Linked DNA regions of Rattus norvegicus: region 1 is linked to region 2. Evidence: chromatin contacts called from public Hi-C data. All regions are on one chromosome and are shown on one strand. The core of a region is the stretch at or near the end of the contact, and the rest is flanking DNA. Distances in the headings are between cores, read along the strand shown. Region 1 has its middle 470 kb from the start of Ofcc1. Region 2 has its middle 440 kb from the start of Ofcc1.

Region 1 (6,704 bases), core at 1,259-3,758, 34 kb after region 2:
TGAATTGGAAGAGTTTGACCGGGCAATCTTAGATGTCCTTCTCTGTATGTTATGACCATAGCATGTATGACTGCAGAGAGAATACTGAGAATTGTTACGTAGTTGAATATAAAATTCAAACAGTTTTGGCTTTAACTAGCTACATGTGTACAATAAACTGCAAATGTGTCTGCTCTGTTTAATTCTTGATTTTTATTTTTCAAAAGATATGTTTATGCTAATTTTACATGCATGAGTGTTTTGTCTGCATGAATGTCTGTGTACCATGTGCCTGTCTGCTACCCATGGAGGCCACTGGCTCCTTGAGAGTTACAGAGGGTTGTGAGCCACCTGACATAGATGCTAGGAACTGAATCCTGGTGTTTTGCAGAGAATGTACTCTTTTTTTTTTTTTTTTTTTTTTGGTTCTTTTTTCCGGAGCTGGGGACCGAACCCAGGGCCTTGCGCTTCCTAGGCAAGCGCTCTACCACTGAGCTAAATCCCCAACCCCGAGAATTTACTCTTAACCACTGCACCATCTCTCTATCACCCATCCTTTATTTATTTATTCATTTTAAAGCAACATCTACCGTGAGCACATATTTAATCATACCTCAGGAGATTGCTGTACAAATGCTGGAGTTTCTTTTTGGGAGCTTCATTTAATTAAGTACAAAATCAGAAGGAAAATGAACATTCCGTTAAGTCTGGCCACACCACAGCATGAAGGAAATGATCAACCTTGGAGAGGCTGCAAGCCAAAGTGATCAAGGTTAATGCAAGATTAATTGTCCATCTCTCATCAGAAATCTTCAGCAGCCTTCCTGACCTAGCCCAGCTCACCTTCTGCTTGGTTCACGGCAGGCTTATTTTGGTGATCACCCAACCTATGATCATTAAACAAACAAACAAACAAGTCAGCAAGTAGCCCACGTCTACGGCTGGAATAATTTTGTGTCTAAATCATTTGTATCATGGCTGTTAGGCAGGACTTCCTGATAGCCTTTGTAGAGGCAGAAAGACTGGGAATTTTATCCAGATTAGAGTTCTGACAGACTCTGGCAGACACTATCCAAGAACAAATCATGTTCTGTTTTTCTCCAATGCCTCAACTGCAGGTGTTTCTCTACCTGCTATATTAATGAGGAACTCCTGAGTTCCAACAGATGGGAGATAACTTTTCAAAGGAGAAATAACCAGTCGTAGCACAGAGAGCTTTGAATCCTCTTTTATGTAGGAAAAAGTTAGACAGCCCTCCAAAAGGATGCCTGTGTGCTATGAGCACACATATAGACATACCCCACATTAGATTAAAACTATGCAGAAATGACTCTTGCTCACATGAGGGTAGTGTGAACTGCGTTAACATGTATATTTTTCTTCCAAGTCAAAATGCCTTCTCTTGGATAGAATCCACTCGCAATAAATCTCTCTATAAATATCATTCAACAGGACAATGTCCATATGCAGGATTACAAACAGTAGACAGAAACTTTCTTGGAAAACAAAAGACAATGAAAGTAACTTTGTTTTATGAGTCTTTTTCGAGTCTTTGTGGGGGGGCGGTTAATGCTACATGAAGGCTCTTCCTCTCTCTTCAAGTCATTTCTTCCTCAGTTGTGCAGATAAGAGTTATTAGGAACCGCCCCGATCTACTTGCTGTCTACACAACTGCCTTTCCATCTCCTTTGCGGTGTGTCTATCCTTCTCCTTCATCTGCAAGGTCTTAGGACATTCAGGTGGCCAATCTGGCCTTAAATGTGTCTCTAAGGAAATGGTGCTAATTAGTATTGGAATTTACAGCCTTCATTTTATTGACTTGTCCTACTTTCTTCGATAATTAACTAATGAGTAAAGTAATGAGCTATGCTAGTCAGTCATGCTGTTCAATTAAATGGCAAATCAATTATTGAAAATAGTTTCGGACAGCTGTAATGTTGGCATGATGTGTGCGTATGCGTGTGCATATTTAATGCAAATGTAATTATGTCCTAGATATTACAAAGTCAGTCTATGTGAGGGTGATTCGACTGAAAAGGGTCCTTTCTGATTCTGACTGCAGCTCAAATACGATCGGATAGCGAGTGGAATCAAGGCACCCTTTGCCTGTGACCTGTGACAGTTTGTAATTCTTATTTATCTGAGACCACATAGCTACCTTGGCTTTATGAGAAATCTCTCTCTCAGAGCCATATCTAATGGGAGCCATATCTAATGGGTGGGTAGCAAGAAGGAGTGCACAGCCTAAGTGCTAACTTCTTTCTCGTAACAGAATATCCGGGGGCCACGATTGAAGCAGACGGTAGAGCTTCTTGAGATTTGATTTGCTTCATTGTTATGTTTGGTTCCCATCTGAGAGTTTTCCCCTTAACTGTAGGGGAAGCTACCCTTCTGTATGGCATGATAATTCTAACTGAAACCCAGCATGCGAATATCATTCAATCTCACAGAGAAGGAAAACGCAACACACACACTTGCACCCACCCACACACGCAGCACAGGCCACGCATTCTCTCTGAGTAGAGCAAAAGCCTGCTTGGCAAAGTGCCAAAGGGCCTTTGAAATGTCGCCTTTGGGATGCCCCTGGAGCACAGAAAACATGATTCCACACTCCCCGGCCTAGTTCTGAGCTCTACTGCCATTTCCTGTCCTTTCTGGAGTGTAGCTGCCCACTTAGGTAGTGTCTGTCACCTGTGTCCCTTCTCCTTACTGTACACCCAGCAGCTACTGTACTATGGATTTTAGCTGGGATGTTCTCCAGTGTTCTGTCTGCTTGGTTGTTTTGTTTTATTTTATTTTGTTTGTTTGTTTATTCATTTTACTTTTCTAGACCTTGTATCAAGCGGATAATCTTGACTTGCATCAAGCAGTGTGAGCCACTTTTGAGTTATTTTGTTCATTGTGTGGTTTGGGTCATGAGTCTTCAAAGACGTCATTAACAAAGCCAGCTGCTCACGTTTCCTTTGAAGGAGAAAAATTTTGAATCTGAGATCTGTTCTTCGTCTTCCTGTCTTCGTGACCACCTGAATCATCCACGAAGCTAAATGAAATGATTGTTACTCTCTTCCCATGATAAAAATCTACCTAGATTGTGATGCCCAGTTTGTTTGTTTGTTTGTTTCTTTTAAAGAATCATTCATTTATTTTACATATATGAGGACACTGTAGCTGTCTTCAGACACACCAGAAGAGGGCATCGGATCCCATTATAGATGTTTCTGAGCCATCATGTTGCTGGGAACTGAATTCAGGACCTCTGGAAGAGCAGTCCATACTCTTAACTGCTGAGCCATCTCTCCAGCCTAATGCTTGTTTTTTGGGGATTTTTTGTTTTGTTTTGTTTTTTGTTTTCTGTTTTTTAAAGATCTATCTATCTATCTATCTATCTATCTATCTATCTATCTACCTACCTACCTACCTATCTATCTATCTATCTATCTATCTATCTATCTATCTATCTATCTATCTATCTATCTACCTATCTATCTGGTAAGACATTGCTATGCTGCCCTGGCTAGCATAGCATTGTCTTTGTAGGCAGATTGGCTTTTAACTTGTGCTAATGCTCCTGTCTCAATGCTCTGAGTGCCAGAATTAGAATCATTAACCACTATGCCCAAGAAGGTTGCTACAATCATTTTTTTTCCAAGCAAACCTGAGGTAATGTTTAGATGGTCAAACTTCTGCTAGATGCAACTCACACCTCTGAAAATCAAATTCTTTTAAAGCATTAAGCTTTTTTTTTCTTCTTCAAACTCTAGTCTTGGATCTTAACCTTGCAACATCATTAAGCTCTAACCTAGGAGCAAGAAAGCGAAGCAAATCTAAGCCAGGCCAGAAAAACGCAACATGAAGTTTCCATTTCTAAACAGTTTTAATTCTCTGTTTGTGTTCCTGCCTGAAAGGAGACAAGGAACACAAACATTCCCAGATGAAGGAAATTAGAATTTACATATGAATTACATTAGAAATATGAGCTCCATCAAGGAATAATTAGCACTGTCCTGGGTTATGTGAGGGCGAACAAAATTAAATAAGAACAATTTCAAAGACAAGTTTTGTTTTGCCTCTTCAACTAAGCTGGTTTAATCAGTGCTAATGGCTGAAATAAATCCACTCTGTCTAAAGGAATGTACAGCCTGCCATATTGTGTGAAAGGCCATTACCGACTCCGTAAATCATGATGGCAATCAGAAGGCATCATTCACAAGTCCTGGATCTGGCTACTCTGAGCTTAACGGCAGCACAAAGGTGCAAACATCTGATCCAATCAGAATACACTGTAAGGACTGATGTTACAAAAGTAGTCAAGGGAGACATAAAAGTCAGCCAGACTCGAAGGATCAGAGGCTACGTACTGTAGATTGCATCTGTTGGTGTTGCTGCTGTCGTTGTTAGTTTATGTTCACAGAGGACAAAGACTGAATTTTCTCTCCACAACCCAGCCATGCCCCTCAAGAAGCAGAGAAATTAAAATATCAACTAGAATCAGCCTGGTGGCCTGGATATGCTTCAGCCACTAAACAGGGCTGTGGTTTATGAGTGCCTCCCCTAATGAGCTAAACTCCAGTGACCATAAAACTGAAATATAATTATGACATTAAAGATGCCTATATTTGAACTTAATTATTAATTAATTTAATGAGAAGAGAGGAGGTTGTAAAATCGCTAATTAAATGGCTCTGTAAAACTGCAGACGGTGGAGGATTTACCAAATGATAAATCCCACAACAGCATTTTTTGCTGTATCAATATTCTATTAATATAGAGCAAGCCAGAGGTGCTGTCTAGAAAGTGGCCGTTAGCTTGCACAAGTGTGCAGTGGTACACAATGGAAAACAGTAAATACCAGCAACCTTGAAGGAACCTTATCCCCATCTCCCTTGAGAGTAGGTGGGGGAATCTGCTGAATGAACTTGATTGGTCAGAGCACAGCGCTTACTTGCCAGCAATCGCCGAGATATTTTGGTGTCAACCTTAGGACTTAATAGGTATGTCGGGGGAAATGCGACTGAGTTAATGAGAGGTGTGTGACTAAACTACATCTAAATGGTCAGCCATTCTCAAAATAAGAAAACATCCCATCCAGCAAGCGCGTGGCAAGGCAGCTCAATTGTGCTTAAAATTTTTGAAAGTTGGTCCACTGGAAAGACTAATGTAGTTGTACATGCTATTATTTATTTATTTATTTATTTATTTATTTATTTATTTATTTATTTATTTATAAGATGAACCTATATTGAAATTCTGCCCTTACCCCACACTCTCGATGATTGAGACAAACAGCGATGTTTTGCTTAGCCTCAGTGTCTTCATCAACAAAACAGGGTAAAATATTTCCAGGTTGATTATCTTCAGAGGATTCTACACTAAAATATGTAATTTCCCTGGCATAGTGCTCATTGGCAGGTACTGAAAACTGAGACCTAAAGAGCACACACACACACACAAACACACACACACACACACACACACACACACACACACACACACCCCAACCAATATCCACAGCCCACTGCATCCTAACCTCACCCCAACCCCAACCCCAATCTGAAGTTCTGATTCTAGGGTATTCAACACTATCTGGCTTCCACAGGCACCTGAACACTCCCAGTGCACACAGATGCATGGACACACACACACACACACACACACACACACACACACACACACACAGAGAGACCTTTTCAATGTAAAACAAAAGAAAGTCATTTATACCATTATACAAAATTAAAATTATTTTTAACAATATATAAAATCCAGCAAATAGATTCTCTTGTGACAAAGGGGTGATTGAAATATATTTGAATTACTACACATTTTTTAAATTACTTAAGTAAATGAGCAGTTCTTGGTCTTTTAAAACGCATGTTGTTATGCTACAGTCGTTCTGCCCATTATGAGTTGGAATCGTTTAAAAAGCCCGTGGCAATTACAAAAATAATTTTAAGAGGGAGGTGGGGGCTAAAAAGATGAGTCAGCCACCAAGAGCACTCCCTGCTCTTAGAGATGGAAATTAAGTTCCTAGCACTGACAGGGCACCTCACAACCACCTGTAACTGCAGTTCCAGGTCATCTGTTGCCCTCCTCTGCCTTCTGCATGTATTGCATGCATGTTGTGCACATGCATGCATGCATGCATGTATCTAAAACACTTATACACATACAGCCAATAAGGCCTAAAATTAGGTAATAATAAATGATGAGTTAAGGAGAGTGAAGCAAAGGTAAAGGCATGATACAGTATTTGCGCATGCCTGCTATTCCGGTGCCTGGGAAGAGAGAGCAGGAGGAGCAATGTAAACTTTATGCCCTTCTGGCCTACTGAGTTCCAGACTAACCAGGGCTACCTAGCAAGTCCCTATCTCAGAGCATCAAAAAGTCAGCCTAAAAATTAAACTACTTTCTACAAAGATTGAAAGTAAATTTTGATTTAATAGTAAAATGGTTTTAATAGATGGAAATGCTGCTGAGTCTATTAATTTAAGAGTAGAAAATTCATAAATAACCGTGCAAACTATGGGTCTGCTAAAATGTCATCCATGGCTGAGGACTGAGCAGCACTATAGGCCTCCTCCTGATTATGTGATATCTTGATTCCTAGGGTACAGTTGTGATTAGAGTGAAAGTCTGCAAAGATTAATTAACTAATCTTGGATTAGAAAATTTCAAACTAATTGAACAAGGGAACTAATTCACCTCATCAGCCAAGTCCCAGATTGGTA
Region 2 (6,395 bases), core at 1,603-4,102:
TATACTATTCTGCAGAGAATAAAGAAATACTTTAGCCGCCATCTCCCTCTGTTTTAGTAAAAACCCATTCACACACAGATAGTGTGGCTGCCCTTCTCCTAATCTCACTTACCCTCCTTAAAAAGAGGAAATAAAATAAGTAGGAAAAAATATTTCCAATCTACAGCTCAGTTGAGACCAGGAAGGGAAAAAAAAATCTCACAGTCAAAATTAGATTTTCTTCAAAAGATTTTAATAGACGTTTTGGGATAAGGTTTCACAAAACTTTCATTTGCAAAATAAGGATCTCCATTGAGTCTGAGGCCATAAACAAAAGGAAAGCGAACAGAAAAGTCACAGTGGACAGAAAATCAGAGAAAGAAAGGGAAGTGGCAGATGACCAGGTCCGAGCCTAACTCTTGTTTCCCTCTGCTAACAGCAGGCTAATCAGTTGTAATTAAGAGGCAAAGTAGCCGTCTAATAAACAGCACTTGTCACCAGTTGTCATCTTGGTGATCAGTTCACACCTCCGTCACAATGACAGGGACCCCTCAAACTCTCTAATAACCTGACTCCTAGGACCAAAGGAGGATTAGGCACTGGATAATGGATTGCTGGGACTCTATGGAAGCAGAGGGTCAGGAGATGAACCCTCGGCTGTGAGGCAGGAGGCGAGGGAGGAGGCTTGCTAGAGTGAACTTTAATTAAGGTTTCCTGAGCTTTTAGTCCCCTGATTTTGAGTCAAGTTAATTTAAGAGGTCTGGGGCTTGTGCTGGTATCCTCTGACACACTGTTGTTGTTGTTGTTTAATCTGGCATTCAGAGGAAAACCTTTTTAATTAATCTTTACTTTGCACTTTTTTTCTCTCCTTTGGTACATTTCATTTAAAAGCCCACCTTTCTATTCAATTCCCTCATTTGCCTTTTAGGTATGTGTTTTCTCAGAAATGCTTAGAAAACGAAGAAGACTGGAAATCAAGCTTCGTTCTCCATTACGTAACATAGTCTTCCCCATGAGTCCTAAATTATGACAGTTGTGCTATTTACATGATAAAAGTGTTGGCTATAACACAGCACAAAGCCTTCCATCAGTAAGAGAAAACCCAATTTCTTTTTTAAACATGGGTTTATGGATTTAGCCAAGATAAATGGCTAATACTTCTGCTGATCATGTTTAATCTTTAGATGACCCACAGGTCTGTCTTTTCTTATATTTGAGGCCAATTGCTTCCCAGTACTGACAAGTAAAGAAGACTTTCTAGAACAATAGTTCAGTGTCCACCTGTCTAGGTCCACATGTGTAGATGGCTTCTATTCTATGTCTTGGCTAACAGGGCAGGTGTCCGTACTGTGACTGATTCCAGCTACTAGGAATGAGTCGGATCGGTCAGCCTCATCACCCCCTTTCAAGCTGCATTGTGTCAGTGTAGCCTTGAACCAGATAAGTCATACATCATTTCAGAAATAAATGTCACTGTCTCTTTTTCATTCCATACCCCACTAGTCTGTAATTCTCTAGGTTCATTAGTTTGGGAACAGGACTTCTTCATCTGTATGTAGTTCTAACTTTGTATATTATCATTGTTGCAGAATCCACTTGTTTAGAAGAATCTTACCCACTGCTGTTGTAAATACCAGCTCATCAGCCTCCAGTTTTTGCTGGTTGCGCTAAACAGAAGCACATGTCATCACAAGCTTGCTTCAGAAACTTTGCAGTGTGAGTGAGCCCGTGTAACCAGAGGACCTGTGATACACCACAGTTTAGCAAAGACTCTGGAACCCTGTGACTGGTGATTTCGCCGCATTTGGCAGGAAAGAGATTAATCGCCACGTTTACGTTCGAAAGTCCATCTCAGTCATTCAAATGACAGTGAAATTCTCCGACCACCTGGAAAAGAGTCATAACTCACCTTTCTGACGCAGCATCTTGCTGCAGAAGTGACTGGCTGACAATAAATCCACTTGTACAAAGTCGAGGGCAGAGGTAGTGAGACGCCAGATTTCAGGTCTTTTAAAACTGCAACTAAACATTAAATAGAGAGATAGAGGGATAGATGGATAGATGGATGGGTGGATGGATGGATGGATGGATAGATGATAGATAGATAGATAGATAGATAGATAGATAGATAGATAGATAATAGATGGATGGATAGATAGATAGATAGATAGATAGATAGATAGATAGATAGATAGAAGAACTAAAAACATTCAGAATCCCAAAGTCCATTTTCAACAATTGCCGTTCATCCTATGGGGTGTGGATAAGCCCAGGAACCCATTAACTAGTCCATTAGGACTAATTAGACCTTATCACCTCTAAATTCAAATCCAAGAGCTAGTGAGTAGTGTGATGATGAAATTACTCTTTCAGCTCAGATGTCTTTAAACTTTTGTCTTACTAAGTAGCTGTCTATTTCCCACCTCCCCGAAGTCTCTTTGTTTTCTCCCCGGTCCTGGTTTAAGGAGCATCATGGGCAGATGCTATTAAAAGAGCCAGCCCAACACTTCACCTGCTTTGATTTATTTATTTTTCTTTTGTACTCAACAGATTGTTGAGCTCACAATAGACAACTTGAGGACCAGGAGTTCCGCCTCCTCTTCGAGTGTCTGGATGTGAAATATTAGAAGACCAAAAGGCTAATCTGTGCATCCGTCAGCCAGGGGTGGGAGCCCCATTTCACACGAAGTAATCAATTCATTGACTGGGAAAAAAAGAGAGAGAGAGAGAGAAAAGAAAGAAGCCTGCCTTTTCCTTGTCCAGCTGCAGTAGGCAGGAGCTGTAACATATGCCCGTTTGAAAGAGGAGGAGGGGGCAAAGGCTTCTGGGGAGCAGGCACACAAAGAAAGCCAATCTTTTCCACAAAGCGTGGAATGACTTAAACACTCTATTGTATTACATATGAATGAGTCCTCATTGTGGCGCGCAGTGTGTGGGGATCCGTGGAGTCCTCCCATTAGCCACACGATTAACCAGATTACACGGGAAGCCGCTAAGGTAAATAAGGCCAGCCTTCTGTCACTCCCTCCCCCAGGCCTGACCAACAAGGGGCCCAAGAACTGGCCCCCTTTGTAGTCAACTGGGTGGAAAGAAGAAATAACCATGAATGTCATGCTTGGTAATTAAAAAAAAGAGACAGACAGACAGACAGAGGAGGAGAGCAAAAGAGAGTTGTCCCCAGGGACTACCTAAGAGAAACAGTGTGAAAACATCTTTCTGATCAAGTAACATGTCAGCATTGTTTCCTTTGACCGTGTAGGACTAATCTAACCCTCCCCTAACAGGGTCCTGTATTCCCTTTTGTGGTGCAGGAGACAAAAAGCCCACAACACATGAATTAAATCTGCCGGTTTCTGCTCATTATGGGTGAGAGTGGGTGGGTCTGTGCCTACAAATCTGTCTGCCTGTTAACCCAGCTCTCGTCCATCTCTATGTAGGTGCCTCTTCACCCACCTCTACAGCCATGCTCGTTCTGGAGAACAGATAAACACCCATAGTTAATTGGTTTATGGAAATGGCGCCAAAGTTACAAGGTTCATTGCAGCTTGAGTTGTGACCAAAACAAGCAAACGGAAACTGCTTCCAATGGTCCCGAAAAGCCCATTTTCCTAAAAATTCAGATATCTGACTTGGAAAACATCCTTGTAAAAAACATCCTTGATGTAAAAGAAAAGTGGAAACGTGTCGATCATCTGTGTATTTAGAACACATTTTCTCTGGACATTATTCGTTGTATAATGACAACGCTATCTGCAAAAAGTGTTTCAGTGTGGATAACTACTAAAAAGAAAGTATCTTGGTGAATTATAGCATCAGGAATGCAAACTAAAGGCCATTTTGACAACCAGAAACTTGAAATTAAGGTATAGTTTAAACAAGTAGGAATGCTACACATTAATTACAAGCAAGCATGGGGCTGACGTGGGTCTGCACCAGGACCTCTGAATATATATTATAGCTTTTTTTACAGTATTTTTACAGGACTCCTGAGTCTGTGAAGGAGAAGATCTCTGATTCTTGAGCTTACTCTTATAGCTTTTTTCCTTCTGTTGGGTTGTCTGGCCCAGCCTCAATATAATGGGTAATTTATGTTATTGTGCATGGTCTTATATCGTAGAAGTTTATTCATTTATAATGAGAGACAGAAAGGGAATGGATCCCAGACGGGAGGTGGGAAAGAACTAGGAGGAGTAAAGGGAGGGGAAACTATAAAAAATATATATTGTATGATAAAACAATCTATTTTCAATTTAAAAATCAGTAAAATAAAATTTTGAAAGGGAGTACATGGTGCACGACCCTGAGGACTTCAGTTCAGCTCGCAACACTGACATAACATATCCGGTGTGGTCTCAAGGGGGCCTACTATCTTGGTTTTGTGTTGGGGGACAGAGACAGTAGGACTGCTGGGATTGTTGACTGCAAGCCTCTTGGGAAAATGTGAACTTCAGTTCATGGAAAGACACTGCTCCAAAGGAGGAGGAATACTGAGAAAGAAGGATCCACAATGCCCTCTTCTGGGATCCAGAGGTGTGTGTTCATACAGGTGCACACATGTGAGTACTCACCACGCATGCACATATATCACACATACCCCCACCTTGTCTCTGTCTCTCTGTCTCTCTTTCCCCATTCTCTCTCTCTTTCTCTCTCCTTCTCTCTCTCTCTCTGTCTGTCTCTTTCTCTCTCCTTCTCTCTCTCTTTCTCTCTCCTCCTCTCTCTCTCTCTCTCTCTCTCTCTCTCTCTCTCTCTCTCTCACACACACACACACACACACACACAAACATATATGCACATATACAAATAAAGAGCTTACTGTAATTCTTCCTTTATGGTAGTACTCAATTTCAGTCCACAGTTTTCAGAAATTCTCCAGGTAAGACACCAGACAAGAAGGGCATTTAATACACACATTTTTTTCTTTTTTTTTTTTTCTTTTTTCGGAGCTGGGGACCGAACCCAGGGCCTTGTGCTTGCTAGGCAAGCGCTCTACCACTGAGCTAAATCCCCAACCCCCTAATACACGCATTTAAAAGCTTACCCCAACTTCTAGTGGTTGAAGTATTTTCCCTTAGTAGTATAAGTTGTATCACTTTGTGTAAGCCAGTGTTAGACATGTGTTGTGATCCTATTTTAATATTTAAAATCAAGAAATGAAATCTTGAAGTAAAAAACAAAACACCAAAAAACCCAAGCAAACAAATAAAACCGTGTCTGTGCAGTATTTATTTTATCTGTGTTTTGAAAGACCTGGGTACTAGCCAAGATGTTGGCAGCAGAAGATAACATAATCTGGGAACAGTTACATTTTATAAAAATATAATATATATATTTATTATCATTTATTATACATCATTATTTATTCTTAGGCTTATTATATTTCAAATTGTGCATATTAACAGCTAACAAAGCAAAATTTAAAGTTATCTTAGTTCCACACTGATACCTGCATTCATTTTATGTTCTACAAACAAAAACAACTACAAAGAAAGCGAGGTTCAGAAACTCCATGAGGGATAAGTTGAGAACACCGCTTCCTATATTCTGATTGCGGGACGAAGGCATACAGCAGCACTCGGCTTCTGCTCATAGAAAGTAAATTAGCACATTGGGTGCACAGACAGACTTTCGATGTTTGGGGCCTTATTTAATATCCTTATGCAGACATGATAGTGTTCGCCTTCTGTCCTATGCTGATATAACAGACTGACTTCTAGTTTGCCATTTCTAAGATTCCCACAATTCTCTGGGCGATACCTTGTCAAAGCTGTGTTCTCTCTGAGAGACTATATAGAATAACTTCTGAGGAACAAGTTCTAACACAATTAGAAGAATACAGTTCTTCCCCGGGTCTAGCAAGAAGACGTCTCATTTCACACAGTCCGTGATGAATTAGCTTCATGCTCCACGTTAAAATTTTCTATCAACAAAACTCCAGTAACCTTTTTTCCCATTCTCTTCTAATTTCTGAAAATTCTATGTGAATTTTCTACAAGAAAAAGGGGGGTTGGGGATTTAGCTCAGAGGTAGAGCGCTTGCCTAGCAAGCGCAAGGCCCTGGGTTTGGTCCCCAGCTCCGAAAAAAAGAAAAAGAAAAAAAAAAAAGAAAAGGAAAAGGTAACACCTTTCTTGATGTTAGCTACACTAGTGTATAACAATATCTTAAAATGTATTTTTGGTTCTTTCTAGATTAATTAAAGACATTCCAAATAATATCATTATCGAACAAAGTCCTTCAGAACTTATTCTCTAATGTCCCTGTCTTCCAAAGTTTACCTCTAATTCGAAGTGTGGTTTATGAATGATCATTTAAAGATATTCTGTGAAGACAATGTGATTATAATATTAATAGTTCTATAACAATTTAACTAAAATATGGTTTTAAGGTAGATTATTCAATGAGTGGTTTAAAAATAA

The links. A called contact is a pair of places that touch in the nucleus more often than the background predicts.
Region 1: a contact with region 2 is called in a Hi-C map of Schwann cells, with 2.4 times the contacts expected there. The contact joins two enhancer-like sites. A contact is called at or near these places in 4 of 12 Hi-C or Micro-C datasets (the Rat2 cell line, Schwann cells, hepatocytes and 1 more).

Annotation. Positions count from the first base shown.
Region 1 is chr17:25,181,498-25,188,201 of GRCr8, forward strand. No RefSeq gene overlaps it. Among named protein-coding and RNA genes, the nearest start is that of Ofcc1, 470 kb to the left of the region's middle. Within about 2 kb of position 2,509, at least 1 of the 93 cell types and tissues checked has an H3K27ac peak or open chromatin away from gene starts, as enhancers often do. A contact at or near this core is called in Schwann cells, where this site is marked.
Region 2 is chr17:25,147,594-25,153,988 of GRCr8, forward strand. No RefSeq gene overlaps it. Among named protein-coding and RNA genes, the nearest start is that of Ofcc1, 440 kb to the left of the region's middle. Within about 2 kb of position 2,853, at least 1 of the 93 cell types and tissues checked has an H3K27ac peak or open chromatin away from gene starts, as enhancers often do. A contact at or near this core is called in Schwann cells, where this site is marked.